Linked DNA regions of Gossypium hirsutum: region 1 is linked to region 2. A link is a contact called in public Hi-C data. All regions are on one chromosome and are shown on one strand. Each heading gives the region's core, a stretch centred on a gene start, on an enhancer-like site or on the middle of the called end of the contact. The rest is flanking DNA. Distances are from core to core; before and after follow the strand shown.

Region 1 (7,355 bases), core at 192-2,691, 180 kb before region 2:
TCGTGGTGTCTTTGCGGCGTTTTGATATCTATTGTGTTAACATCGATTATACACTTTGTTGAGTGTGACTTGATGATTATGAGCAATAGATGAGTTCTATTTCTGTCACGATATCTAGAAAGCAATTTCAGTCCTGCCAATACCAATGTTCATCTATTGGTGGATGTGACTTGATGATTAAGAGCAATATCTACTAGTAGAACAGCTAATGGTCTGGAATGGTATGTGTGATCTATACATTTTCTATTTTAAAGCTTAATAAAGATAAACCTGAGCCTGAAATCCCCTGCCCCTCCCTATCAAGTCTAGAAAAGAAAAAAACTTCTTAAGGAGGAGGAAGGGTTGTAACTCAAGAACTTGAAAGTGTAGAATAGACGATGTCTTTATCCCAGATTGAGTTATCAATAGAAAAAGACTTCATAATTTAGCTGTGCAATTGTTTAAATGGAGCCTGCTAAAAACATTTTATTCACGTTTGGCTTTTCATCCCTGCATAAGGCAAAAGTGAAATTTATAACATTTTAATACCCCAATCTTGCTTCTATTGATGTTTGCGCATGTGCTTTTTAGGTGATTGTGGAGAAGGCAGAAAGAAGTGATATTCCTAACATTGATAAGAAGAAGTAAGCAACATTTTCATGCCAAGTTTACCTTATTCCTTGTTATCATTCATTATTATTTATTAGCAACTGCTAGCCACCATGTGTATGGTTGCATTTTAAGCCCATTGATCAATTTCCTTTGGCACAACTGAAATATAGGTAATGGATATCTTTTTGATGATTTGATTTAAATAATTTACAGATACTTGGTCCCTGCCGACCTCACAGTTGGTCAGTTCATCTATGTAATCCGGAAGAGAATTAAACTGAGCGCTGAAAAGGCTATCTTCATATTTGTGGACGGTGTCCTCCCACCGACCGGTATTAAAATTTGCAAATTTCTTCTCTTTGAATAATGTTATACGTTAATACATTCACCTTTTCAATTTCTATATGCTAAGTAGCCATCACCGTTATGCAGGAGCAATTATGTCAACTATCTATGATGAAAAAAAGGATGAAGACGGATTTCTGTACGTTACATACAGTGGAGAAAATACATTTGGCTAGCAGATCATGCTGGGACCTTATTTCCATGCTATAGTTTACATTTAATTGAATAAATTAATAGTTGTGGCATTCTGCCTAATATATGATATGATTCCTCGGAATGCCTATACGTGTATAGTTTCTCCGTACATAATTCCATGTCAATCTAAAATGTCGGAACTATTGCTCAAATTCATTGAAGAATGTTATAACCCTTTATTTAACTTTGTCCGTAAAAGTTGACAATTCAACCCATTTATTAGTTTCACTGATGGCTGATGTTTGACAATTCCCCTGGTTCAGAGGATTTGAATCATACTATAGTTAACATGGAGAACAGTGGCACATCGTATAAGTAATATAAAATTGGTGCCGTGGAGACAAGGGAGGCTGAGACAACCGAAAATGCTCGACTTTTACCAAACATATCGATTGGATCCGATTTGTCAACGACCCCTGCCCGAATCCCCATCCCTCTGGGAACTCGAGCCTGTCTCGCCGGCGCTCCCTTCTAAACCCAACAAAAATAAACATCCCCCACGAGACCTCCAACATTCAAACTCCAAATGCATGATACAAACAAAACATGAAGGCACAATGCATGCTTTCACCACGAGAATGTTTATCTGCAGGTCATGCCAAAGCATTTTATGTTAACGAGAGATAAAGATGGTTTAACTTCATACATCAAATTTGAATATTAAAAGAAGTTGGGATTTTTAAAGAGAATTAATGAAATATGTGAAGATTTAATCTCTGTATCATCCCCACCCAGGGTTGGGTTTCTCTCAGCGTGTATATTTCCGGATGACCTGCTTTTTGGCTTTGATATGCTGTTGGTTTAAAAGGTTAAGAATGGCGTTGCCAGGAGTCGGACCACTAGTGGAAGGAATGGATTTCGGCGGCCATGGTGGGGGGTTGAATCCACGTGGCAATTGAATAACTCAGATTGTATGGCCGGCGTTGACGGTTAAGGGGGGAACCCTTGTGTTTCGCGCAACATATGAAGGAAGAGGTGGTGGTGGTGGTCCATGTAACCTTGTCTCCTTGGTTGCATGGTCCTACCTCGCTCCCGCACATTTCCGCTTTGTAGGACCGACGTACGTGTATTTTCACATTCACTGTTCAATCTTTTTGGAGCCTTGCAAATGGCTGAGAGTGCATGTGGCATTGGCAAACTACACATAATATTGCTCATGCTTATGGAGGTCGCTACTTCACAATGAGTTCCAACATCGATCTTCTTAAAACTGTTCTAAAAAGAAGCTAACAACATATATTTCTTATTATTTTCGTTTTCTTTAGGGGTTATATAGGGACATTTCAGTCATTAATTGCAGCATATTCTCCAAGATCTATCGACTAAGATCTAAAAAGGGTTCCCACTTTTTTAGTTTTAGCATTAGAATATCATCGGTTTCAAGTTTTCCAAGAATGAAATGGTGGGTAAAGGCAATTAACTAGAAGTAAAAACGACATGAGATTTAACTAGTGTCCCTCGGAACACACAATTAGCTAGCTAAGCACGCATTAGCTTTCTTCAATTTATTTATCTTACTTCTCATTTTCTTACCTTTTATACTTTTTCCTTCCGATATATAATCACCAAAGTAAGCTCTTATGTTGCTTCTCTAATTTCCCTGGTGAGGGGTATATGTTGCTTCTCTTCATACATCTGCATGTTCTAAGTGAAGGATATAGCTGCATTTGATGATCTTACCAGTACCACATCTTGTTTTGCCTTAACATGTCAACCCCATCTTGTTTTCTTCTTCTGCTTCTATGCCTTTCTCTGCAAGCGTGCAGTGCTCGTCGTCTTGTTGCAGTTGACAGTAAGCATCATAAGATCGATAATATACTTCACTTCTCCATCAAGGTTGGTCCAATATACAATGACAATCATCATTTAATGTTTTGCTATTTTGTTGTACATAGTGCGCATGCATTATTTAACTTCGTTTGGGTTTGGGGGCCTTTTGTTTTGCAGAATGATATGAAGAAGGATCGAAAGAATAACTCAGTTGCAGTATTACAGGCGAAATCGTCTTCTTCCAAGGAACTCCGATCCATGAAAGTAGAAAGCATCGAGGAATCTCATGGATATAATGTCACTCAAAAGCTGGAAGATGCTGAGGTGAAGTACCATAAGACAATAGTAGAAATTGAGAAGAAAAAAAATCCAAGTGTTGCAGTTTCTTGGCGTGTGCCTCACAAGAAACATGGCGAAAAAAATCCAGGTTTTAACTTGGATTACTCACCACCAAAGACACATCCTCCTCATCACAACTGATATATAAAAAAAAAAGTTTTATTTTCTTTGCTAGTCCAGAGAGTCGAGGAAAGAAAGCTAAGATACCAGCTCCGGCAAGAACTGCAAAACAAAGAGTTAAAAGAGCCTTTTAATAAAATATTAGGGCTCAAGTCAAATGTTGATCTTTCCAGCGCATAGGCATAACAAGTTATATATATGACCATATATATAACATAGGGTGCTGAATTATAACGAGTTACAAGCCCTTTTTTCCCCTCTATAAATTTAGTGTATATTCATCATGGATCATATATATATGTTCCTCGGAGAGAAATATTTATGTTTCATTAATCTTTTCAAACTACATGTAACTTCCACTATTCCATTCTTTTCTCTTTATATTTCGTTTAGGTGTGAAAGATGAAGCAAATATAACAGTTCGGAATAGTAGTGGGTAGATGCAAGTCAGAACACTACGGCAGTCATTAAATTAGTTTTGGCCAAGTTACACTTGAATTGGCAATTTCTGTGAAGGAAAAACAGCGTTGATGATCAAACTTTGAGCTAACCAAAAATGGCGTTTAGGTAAAGTGAGAACAACGGAAATAAGTTCCGACAACTGAAAATGTAGGTCTCGAATGGTTCATGATTTCGTTTTCAAGAAATGCCATTTAACATGCATGCATTTCGTGTGTGATATATATATTACTTTTTATATCTTATTGGAGGCTATCCAATTTAATTTGTTGATACTCAAATAGGAAAAAAAATCATTTTTATAGAGAGAAAAGAAAAATAAAAGGTTTGGACCAGTGTTCATACGCATAAAAGGAAGACTCAACATTTTAAATAGAATAAGAAGGATACAAGGACTCTCTTGATAAGTGAAGGGCACAAGTTCTACCATGATCGATCCCTTGAAAGGTCCAATAAGGGATAAAGAATGTGTAAATAATCTATGATTAATAATTCCTCTTTCAACATCTTCATCCATCTATATAACACAACAAATATATATAATGATAAAAAAAAATTTTAGTTACTTAGATGAAATATCCATAGAAAGAAAACTTTGATTTGGTTTGATGTACAATTTGATTTGGTGTAATTATACACATAAAAATTTGTTTGTAGTTCAAATGTATACGTACTTACTTACCTTTAAAGACTTTACTATATTTTTATTCTAGAAATTTTTATTCTAGAAATAAGATACGTCTATTTTTATTTCTCAAATTGAGAAACCGATCGAGAAAATGGCGTCACGTTTAAATAAATTTACAAATTAAGCTATTTTTATTTCTCCACTGTTATATATGGTTTGAAAGTGATATGAAAAAGCCTATTTTAATTGCTTTTATAGATATGGGACTGAAAATGATGGAATTTTACATTATTTATCAACATAAATATTTCTGAAATGGGAACTGATGTTCAAAACAAAGTTGGAACAAGATAATTTATAAAACACAATGAATAAATTCAATACATGGTATTTGTTAACACGGTTCGGATTCATCAATATTATTTTGTAGAGCCTTGTACAATAAATGATTTTATTCAATAATCTTTCGAATCATCTACTCTTGCAACAATACCAATTGAAATCTCTAACACTATCAAGTAAAGATAAAACAAATAACCAGCAAAAATCACTCGATCAACCACACAAAAATGGGAGGAAATGCAGTTTATTTATAGGTGGATACAAGAGCTCTTCAATAACTTTTTGAAAACTTAAAACTCCTAAATTTATTTCTAATAATTATCCCATAAATTCTTTCATATATATATCCAAGCAAATCCAAATGAGCTAAGGATAAGAAAAATGTTTGCATTTAATCAACCACTCCTTCTATTTGAAATAAAATTCTTCAGCCAAGTAAAAATAATATACTGTTTTAATCAAATAATCATTTGTTGATTGAAAACTAACCAAGATGAACTAAGCCAAAAATGCCAGCAAACTTTCTACACTTATGGTGTCCTAATAGTCAGTCCAAAACAAGAATGTAGCTTCAATGTTTTGGACAGTTAAGGCACAACATCTTTAAGAACGTTTTTCAAAATACTTTGTTTCGAGGGAGTACCTCGACATTTTGATTAAACAAAGAAGGGAGAATTTTGACCATAAACATAAAACTATTTATTTTCTTTTCTATATAACAAAACTTTAATTATAAATTCTCTCCTGATATTTCTAAGAGTTCTTTTTTATCACTGACATAGTAATATTTTGGTTCAATGTTAATTTTTGAAGCTAAAGTAGGAAGATGCATATTTGTTGATCTTGGGTTATGCTCGAATCTTACATTCTCAAAACATCTTCCACAAAGCTTGAGCAAGAGTTTTGTTAATCCCAATAACATTTGTCGTATGCAAACCCAAGATCAATGCTTCATATTTGGATTGGTTATTAGTGCAAGGAAAATCTAATTTAAAGGTCAGAAAAATAGGTTCTCTACTTAAATATGAAAGGAGCACTCTAATTCTTTTGCTTCTCCTTCTAAGGAGATGTCTTTTCTACTCGAATGAAAGGAGATTAACTCAAAACTCTCAATACATGAATTGACTTCTCTACTTAGTGGGATTAAAACTATTGTTGCACCTCCTCTTGAAGTTGTTGAAGAACCATCAAAATGTAGCTTCCATTCCCCTTCCTTTACATTCATTGAACATACTTCTTCATGGAATGCGTTCGGCATAGAATGATTCAACATTTCTCCATTTTGAGATGATAAGTGAACAAGTAAGTTTGAAAGTGTTTAAGACTAAATAGGTTTTGATAGAGCAACAGAAATGTCCAACTCACCCAACAAAGCAAAAGGAGCCATTTTGCTATTCTTCTTTATAGAGCTGGTCTAGAGAGCAAGAATTTGATAGGATCGGACTTGGTTACTATAATGAATTTATTAGCTAGGACGTATCAGAGTTTCTAAGTAGCAAAAACCAAGGAAAGACGGTGCGTCTCTATTGGTGAATAATTCAACTCACTCTCATGTAAACATCTACATTGGTCGCTCTGGCAGCACTTATTGAATGTGGAATAGATGTCAAATACAACATTATTGGCTTATTCTTCACAAGCATTTTCATGGTTGTTGGAAAAGTTAAAATTTCCTCCATATTTTTAAATGCCTTCTGCTTCTGACAAAGCTTGAAAAAGTTAACAATAACTTTTCTCAAGGATAGAATAAAACCTAAAAATGTAAGAGGCTTTCTCCAACAAATTTTTAATGTTAGTTCAAAACAAGTGGGGAATTGGTGTTTAAAAAATCTTAAAATAAAACTAGCAAAGCTCAAATTAAATCAACACAAAGATTTATAGTGTTCCACTCTCGATTGCCCTTTTTGCTAAGGATTTTTCTAATTTTCTCTATTAAAATTGTTACCTTCCAATGATAAAGTATAACATTTACAACTCCCTATCTTTTACTAAGGCTAAGATAGAAACCTCTCTAGTTTTTTATGACTCAACTATGGTATAAACAATAAAGACCACTCTAAGGTGGGTGTTTACAAATTTAAGCTCTTTCAAATACAAATAAACACTTGAATAAAGAATGAAATTAAACTCAACAAGTGTTTATATACAAAGTATTAGTATGAGAAGAATGAAAGTAAGAACATTTAAATCTAAGCACTAAATCTTTGGTAATTGTTCTCTTGCCTTTATCAGAGTGCTTGGAGACCTTATTTATAGTTTCTCTTTGATTTTTAGCCTTTTGGAGTTGTTGAAAGGAAAGCTAGTCATTTGGAGCAATTTATTTGTGCCTTAAAAGTCTTTTTGCAACTTGGGTATCAATGCGTCGCCTACATAAGTATTTAACACTTTTAAGCATTATTTTCTTCTTAAAATCAAAATAGCATTAAAAATAGTATATTAAACACACACAAAAAATATACAACAAGACCTAATTTCGACACGCAAACTATTAAACACCTAAAAACACTCAGTTTTACTCGAAAACACATTATAGTAAGTATGAAAGAATCATCTTTACATATATCAA
Region 2 (7,435 bases), core at 600-3,099:
TTCAGGTTACTTCATTTTCCCTTCTTCTTCGTACCACAATCTTAATTCTATATCTATTCATTAATTTTAAATTATATTTATTGATATATGAGACCTTAAAATCTGTACCCCAGCGAGTTGCTGTGTTGCATCTAGAAGAAAGGTGTGAACGAGCAGTTGAATGGGCATTGAAGATTGAACCTTCCATAAAGCATCTGGTGATGTAAATTATATGTAATACATATGTGTATTAATCTTATTTACTACTGATAGTTCTGAGTGCTTCTTATAGTTAATCTGCCACATACTGGTGTATGCTGACCTTGTTCTCATGTTGCTTCTTGCAGGTAGTATCTGGAGGTGTGGCATCAAATCAATACGTTAGGGCTCGATTGGATCAGGTTGTTCAGAAGTACAGTCTGCAGCTTGTCTGTCCGCCCCCCAACCTTTGCACTGACAATGGTAAGTTCCATTTCTGTAATTTTTAGTCAACTTATAAGTTTATGCATGTGTCTATATTCTTGTATGCATGTATGTATGCATAGAAAGATAAAAATATAGAATGTTCAAATGCTCTAGAGTATTAGGATAAACTCCTAAACCCAATGTTTAGACCTTGGGGAATTAACTAGATATTATAGATAAAAAAGTAGACAAGTAATGCCGTAATTTTTGTATGAAATAGGCGTGATGATTGCTTGGACTGGCATTGAGAACTTTCGTGTTGGAAGATATGATCCTCCACCACCTGCCAATGATCCAGACGATTTCATGGTACGTCGGAAATATCTTATGACATGACTCTGTTTGCTTTATAAGTTGTGCATGGTTATAGGCAAAAATAAGCTAAAGTTCACTTGAATTTTCACATGTTTGCGTTGCACTAGTATGATTTGCGGCCAAGGTGGCCATTAGGGGAGGAATATGCCGAAGGCAGGAGTGAGGCTCGCTCATTAAGAAGGGCTCGGGTTCATCCATCGCTTACATCTCTTGTACAAGCCTCACTGCAACAACAATGATACAAGAGTGTGCATATACCCAAAATGCACCCAGAGCTTATATCTCTATTCAGACTTCATAGATCCTCGACTGGTCTAAATTCAACATCGTGATGATCCTTCAGCTTTAACTATCTGATGGTTAATTGAGGTTGCTCGTTACAATGGCACGATTCAGAATACGAATATGTTCAAACCCATTGGAGAGCTGCATGATGCTTTCAATACTCTCTGTAAAGCCTTTTGTTTCATCAATTAACCATGTAATTCTAAATTGAAGAAAGGAATGTAACAGATAGACAAGAAAGATGGAAAAGATAAAGATATATTTCCTTTTAAGTTAGGGAAGAAGCATGCTAGTTCTCAAGAGTCAAATAAAAAACCAAGCAGCCCATCCACATTTGGATTATTTCGGGATTAAGTCAACTTTAGGTTGGTATTGTTTTGAGTTTGGTCATTGAAATTCGAGTTTTTGAGTCGAATCATTGCATATTTATATAATTTTGGATTTTAAGTTTTGGTCATATTGAGTTAGTTGCTTAGGTTTTATGGGTATGAATCGTTTTGAATTTGGACCATTTTGGGTTTAGATCAAATTGAGTTCAAGTTGTTAACTTTTTATGATTAAATTAAGTGGAGATAAGATTCAATTGGACTTTTCGTGATAAAATTAGACAACAACACAATCAAACAAAAAAACCTAACTGAAGAGTAGCATTTTCACATTAAAGTTGGACTCACAAAACATAATATCTCTAATATATAAAATAGAAAAATATGGAACCTACAAATATGTCCAGAACATAAAAGTGGGCATACACATGTACCACATTTAAATAATACATTAGTGCTTTAAAAAGGAATTTAGCGATGAGCATAGATATCTCCGTATAATATAGCATTTTCTTAGTTGTCGGTTTAGATAGCTTTTATTGTAGCTCTATATAATACAACTGACACTTTACTCAAAGTATAATGTAGGGTCTAGTCATAAATTGTCAATATCATACTTATAAATGATGAGCGAAATTTATCATCTTAAGAAATAAATATACAAATATTTAACTCATTTTTATGTATGTTTTATGATCTGAACCGGCCTTCTCTCGAAACCAACCCTTATACTTGACCCTACTTGAAAGCGTTTTAGCCCTATTTGAGCCTTTTGAAACAACCCATAATAAGTCAAGGTGTTTTTTGAGCATTTAGCCCAGAGAAAAGCTACGCCGAAGTTTTATTGGGCGCCAAGGCAACCCCAAGGAAGCTAGAGATGGAAATATGGAGGCTACCAATCTCAGCATCGCAAAGAGGGAAGCTAATCTCAGCTGGCTACACTTCCCTCTCTTCTCTTTCTTCCATCTCTTCCTCTGACCTTGCTCGAGGTGATTAGCTCTTTGCTTTTTTTTTCTTTTGCATCACGCGATCCTGCGGTCCTTGTATTTGCTAATGCAAGCCTACCAACTGTTTGTTTTTAATACCAAACGAACTTGAATTACTTCCCAAACACCAAGGGTTCTTACATTTAAGCCCCCACTCCCCAATTTATCTTTCATCCCAACCCTCAATCCTGACAGAAGTCTGTTTTGTGTGTGAATTAGTGTATTCCCTCTTCAGAGTTTCATGTTTCTAACGCTGTTTATCTTTTTTTATACAGAATTAAAAGTTTCCGAAAGTGAAGCTATGAATATTCTGAAGGTTGCATCACATAGTAGGGGGTCGGAAACCTCGAATGCAAGTTGTTCAATCGTTGAGGGTATTTATCGTTTCTCTTCTATTATAGAGTTTTCGTGCAGGCAAGCTTCACTTTATTTGGTGAAGTTCAACTTATCGCGTTCCTTTCAGAATGATGTTGATTGAAATTTAGTACTTTCCCTCGTGCATTCCTGCTTTTCTCCAATGCCTATATTGCCAGTTTAACTTCTTATAGTTTTGGACACGTTCCAATGGTGGGCAGGTGCACAAAGTGCCTGGGATATGCTCCATGATGAGGAATCATTGATGCACATAACTACGTCCTCTGCGGATCTAGATAACATCTTGGGTGGTGGAATACATTGCAAAGAAGTTACTGAAATCGGTTGGTCATCACTGTCACTGATTGTTAATTCTGTTCTGAAGTATAAATTGACAACTGCTTTTGGTAGTGAAAGTATTATCTTTATGTTGATAGGTGGAGTCCCAGGCATTGGTAAAACACAGCTGGGGTAGGAGTTGTTGCTTCTTATCAAGTTTTGCTAGCATGTTACATTCAGATTTATATTTGCTGTAATTCCGTCTCTATTGACAGGATTCAAGTAGCAGTTAATGTTCAAATTCCAAATGATTTTGGTGGTCTGGGTGGGAAGGCTATATATATCGGTAACTTTCATAAAAAACCACTGCAAGTTTTTCCACTGTTTACCATTGGATTTATGTTGCTAACAATGTGATCATATGATACTTAGATACGGAAGGCAGTTTTATGGTGGAGCGTGCTTTTCAAATTGCTGAAGCTTGCATAGAAGATATGTCAGAATATAACAGATTCTTGAGGAAGGATTTCCAAGAATGCAAAATCAAAATGCTGCCTCAGGATATCCTGGAAAACATATTTTATTTCCGCATTTGTAGTTATACAGAGCAAATTGCCCTGATAAATTATTTAGACAAGTTCCTTTCAGAACATAAAGATGTAGGTATAGTAGTTTTATGCCGGGTCATTTCCTTTTTTATTGGGGCTATATTTGTTCTGGGATTTTTTTTGGTAAACACTGCTGCTAATCACCTGCTCAGGTCATTAAATAGATATGTCATTATGGTCACAGGTGAAGGTGATTGTTGTGGATAGTGTTACCTTCCATTTCCGCCAAGATTTTGATGATATGGCCCTTAGGACCCGGGTCCTCAGTGGAATGGCTTTAAAGTTAATGAACCTGGCCAAAAGATTCAGCTTGGCGGTGAGATTAGTTTGTTCTTGTCGTAAAATTCATAGTTTTCAAATGCAATGATACATCTTTTCTTTTCTTTTCTTTTTTCTTTCTATTTTTATCATGCATGGTGTTTTAGTTTTTGTAATTCATTGGACGGTACATAACGATTTCACCTTTGCTTGTGTGCTTACTGATTTCTATTGTACCTCCTTTTGGCAGGTTGTTTTATTGAATCAGGTGACCACTAAGCATACAGAAGCCTCCTTTCAATTAGCTCTTGCACTAGGTAATATCAACCCCGATCACCTATACTTCTCGCTTAAACTTCTAGTTTCCTAGGTGTTATATAAATGCATAGTCACACACATATTGTTGTATGGTTGACCATTGCCATAGTTACAGTGCTTGACTTATGTAGTGTAACCATGCTGAGTAGGTGATAGCTGGTCGCATACTTGCACAAATCGGATAGTTTTGTACTGGAACGGTAATGAACGGTATGCATATATTGACAAGTCACCTTCTCTTCGATCAGCATCGGCAGCATATTCTGTTACAGCTAGGGGGATCAGGAATTCCTCCTCGAGCTGTAAACGGATCAAAATGATGTAAAATATAGATGAAACTAGAGAATACTGCACCTGGTTTTTCCATCGATAACAAACTGAGGGCCTTGCCTTGACTTGAAAATTGAGAAATGAGAAATCTGCTTTATAGTGAAATATTACAAACTTTTAGCCATATATATATGTATTCTACTAACTTTGGTCTTGTTTTTGCTTGTGTTACTAATCTTAGCTGTTCAGTGAAATTTTCTCAAGATCTTAAAAACATAAAAAACATGAATTTCAAGCAAGTTAGACTTCCCAACAACCTTCTTCCACATTTGCATTTTGATATTGCCGTCCTTTATTTATTTTGGTCCGATTAAAAGATTTCTGCTTTAACTTGAAGGTAGGTTTTCTTGAGAATTTAATTAGTTGGAAAGTGATTTCAACTTTTGGTATCTCAAGTTTTATTAACAGGTGGGAAAGTTACTTTCCCATATAGATTGGAAAGTTAAAAAAATATTAAGACAAAATTAATCATATTTTATATTGGTTTAGGGTATTAGTCTATTAATAAACATAAAAAATAATAATAATAAAATAAAAAATAAAAGCTATTGTCTTCTTCTTCCTCCTTGATTTTCTCTATTATTTAAACGGATTTTTTGCAAATTTTATTTTATTTTATGTGTATTTAATCATCTATTAAGTATTTGTTTACATATTATCTTTATTTCCTATTGTTTTTCTCTTTTTTTGGGTATATTGAAAATTCAATTTTATTATAATCTTTATTAATATTTATGAGCAAAAGGAAAAGAAAAATAAGGTTTAGGTTAGCTCACGATATAGGTTTAAATTATTTATAGTTTTGCTCACAGCAATATCTGGAATCAACTTTTATATATATTCTTAAGGGTTAGCCTTTAGTTAAAGTAAAGGTGATTTCAAGTATTTTTTAAATTTATTCCAAAATAAGTTTATATGTACTTAATTTTATACATGCATTATTATATCTAGAAATATATATGCAAGGCAAATTTGAAATAATTTTACTTTCACTTAAAATTATAATTTAAAAACAATCAATTAAATTTTATTATTAAATATTTAATCTAAATATTTTTTAAGAATAAAGTTTATTATAAAAATTAAATACATAAATATTATTATTTTTAATAAGGATAAATTCATAAATTTATATTCTTAAGAAAGTATTTAGTAAATAAAAATGTGATAATATGACTTTCTTAATATCTTAATCAATAACTTTAAATATATACCAAATATTATAAAATGAGATTTGGGGTAATCATAATTTGAGCCATGAGGGCTGCCTAATTTCCAAACGCAGCTACTGCGTGCGGCTTCATTTGTGGTTTACTGAACAATTTCTTTTTCCTTCTAACAATATGAACTTATAATTTCTCTTACTTTTACAATGTTGTTAACTACTCTGCTTAAAATACTTCTGTGAATTTCTTACCTTACCATGTTACATTTTTAACTCAATTTTTTAAAACAATCACATCAATTATTTTATATTTTTTAATTAATTAAATTTCAAATATATATATAATAACTACTTCATTAAAGTTTTTTTTTTCAAATTTAATAAATAAGAAATCAAAATTAAGAATTTTGATAATTAAAAGTCAAAATGTGACGAATTTAGTGGGAAGAGAATAATTTATTAAAGAAGTGGTGGTTTTAAGAAAAATTCACATAAACATTTTAATCAAAACAGTTAACCTCACTATCTATTTGTATTAACCATTATAAAAATACGTCAATTTAAAATATAAAAATTAATTCTAAAGTTGAGAATAACAGAGAGATTAAACTAATTGCTGTGTTAATTATTTTTATATGTTATACGATTTCTGGGTTAATCATTTGTCCTCTACATTGTGGTTATATATACATAAATTTGAAGATATTCATATTTTGATAATTTTCATTTTGGAGTGGGATTACTGGTTATCAGCACATGTACAACTTTAGGAGGAAAAATAATTTTGATGCAATGATTTGTATTTCAAATAATAATTATTTTTCGAATTTATTTCTTAGACAGCGAAAAAGAAATACGGCTTGATATAAAATTAAATGATTTAAATGAAGTAGTCAAAATCATCCTCACACCATTACCATCTCTATCTGTATTATTATACGTTACTTAAAAGGGTTGCGAAGTTGATGGTTGTATGTTACAGTATGCTGTGCTTCACCTCGCTGGCTACGACAGTGTCCCTTTCTTTCAATGAATCCACGAGTCTTTGTACTTATTTCCTAAATTCCTTCGTTCTTTCTTCATGTTGCCCTTGATGGTTTCTTTAATTGTTAAGTGATAAAAAATTAATAATAATAACGTTGATTCTTGTACGAAGGACTAAAATTTATGATTATTGCATTATCCTTTAGGAAGATGATTTGAAGAATTTCCGACAATGGGAAAGCTCCCGAGACTTGAAATTGTTAGATTTGTAAAATAATATTTAATATAAAATTAGAACTGTAAACTAGAATCTATCATGTCAAATCATCAAGAATAAAATTAAAAAACGGAAGCGTGCTTGAATCCATGAATTTCTTGAAGTTTTTTCCTATGTTAGGGATTTGATCTTTCAGATTCAAAGAATATTTACTCTTTCTTTCTAAGGATGGGATATTAGAAAAGATATCTTGTTGTGTAATTTGAGAACCATAACCCTAATATTTATAACCTTGGCATATTAGTTCTAATTCTTAATTAGCCCATCATTAATTAGAATTTGATTAGAACTCAATTACTAGAGTATTTACACATATTTGACCTATACTTTATTTAATAATTAAAACCCAATAAAACTTTAACCAAATTAGATCACTTTTAATTTGGGCTAACCTATCATGATAGTAAATAATAACATGCAATTACCCTTATTATATATGCGATGTCTATATTTTCTAACAATCTCCTACTTGGACCACATATATATATATTAATTACTCTATAATT

The links. A called contact is a pair of places that touch in the nucleus more often than the background predicts.
Region 1: a Hi-C map of leaf shows a contact between it and region 2, with 2.9 times the contacts expected there. The contact joins the promoter of LOC121219840 here to the promoter of LOC107899902 in region 2. A contact is called at or near these places in 2 of 34 Hi-C or Micro-C datasets (both in leaf).

What each region holds. Positions count from the first base shown.
Region 1 is chrD08:51,845,633-51,852,987 of Gossypium_hirsutum_v2.1, reverse strand. It overlaps LOC121219840 (root meristem growth factor 10), which reads left to right and starts at 1,441. Exons shown (of 2, transcript XM_041098338.1): 1 at 1,441-2,967; 2 at 3,079-4,116. The coding sequence starts at 2,839. The coding sequence ends at 3,381. LOC107900836 (autophagy-related protein 8f) reads left to right here. Exons shown (of 6, transcript XM_016826566.2): 4 at 571-623; 5 at 805-923; 6 at 1,024-1,315. The coding sequence ends at 1,112.
Region 2 is chrD08:51,670,157-51,677,591 of Gossypium_hirsutum_v2.1, reverse strand. LOC107899902 (DNA repair protein RAD51 homolog 3) reads left to right here and starts at 1,849. Exons shown (of 9, transcript XM_041098331.1): 1 at 1,849-2,359; 2 at 2,632-2,730; 3 at 2,932-3,054; 4 at 3,148-3,181; 5 at 3,265-3,335; 6 at 3,422-3,648; 7 at 3,782-3,913; 8 at 4,106-4,172; 9 at 4,323-4,608. The coding sequence starts at 2,248. The coding sequence ends at 4,498. LOC107900844 (probable tRNA N6-adenosine threonylcarbamoyltransferase, mitochondrial) reads left to right here. Exons shown (of 13, transcript XM_016826579.2): 9 at 1-5; 10 at 114-197; 11 at 327-441; 12 at 665-753; 13 at 867-1,501. The coding sequence ends at 998.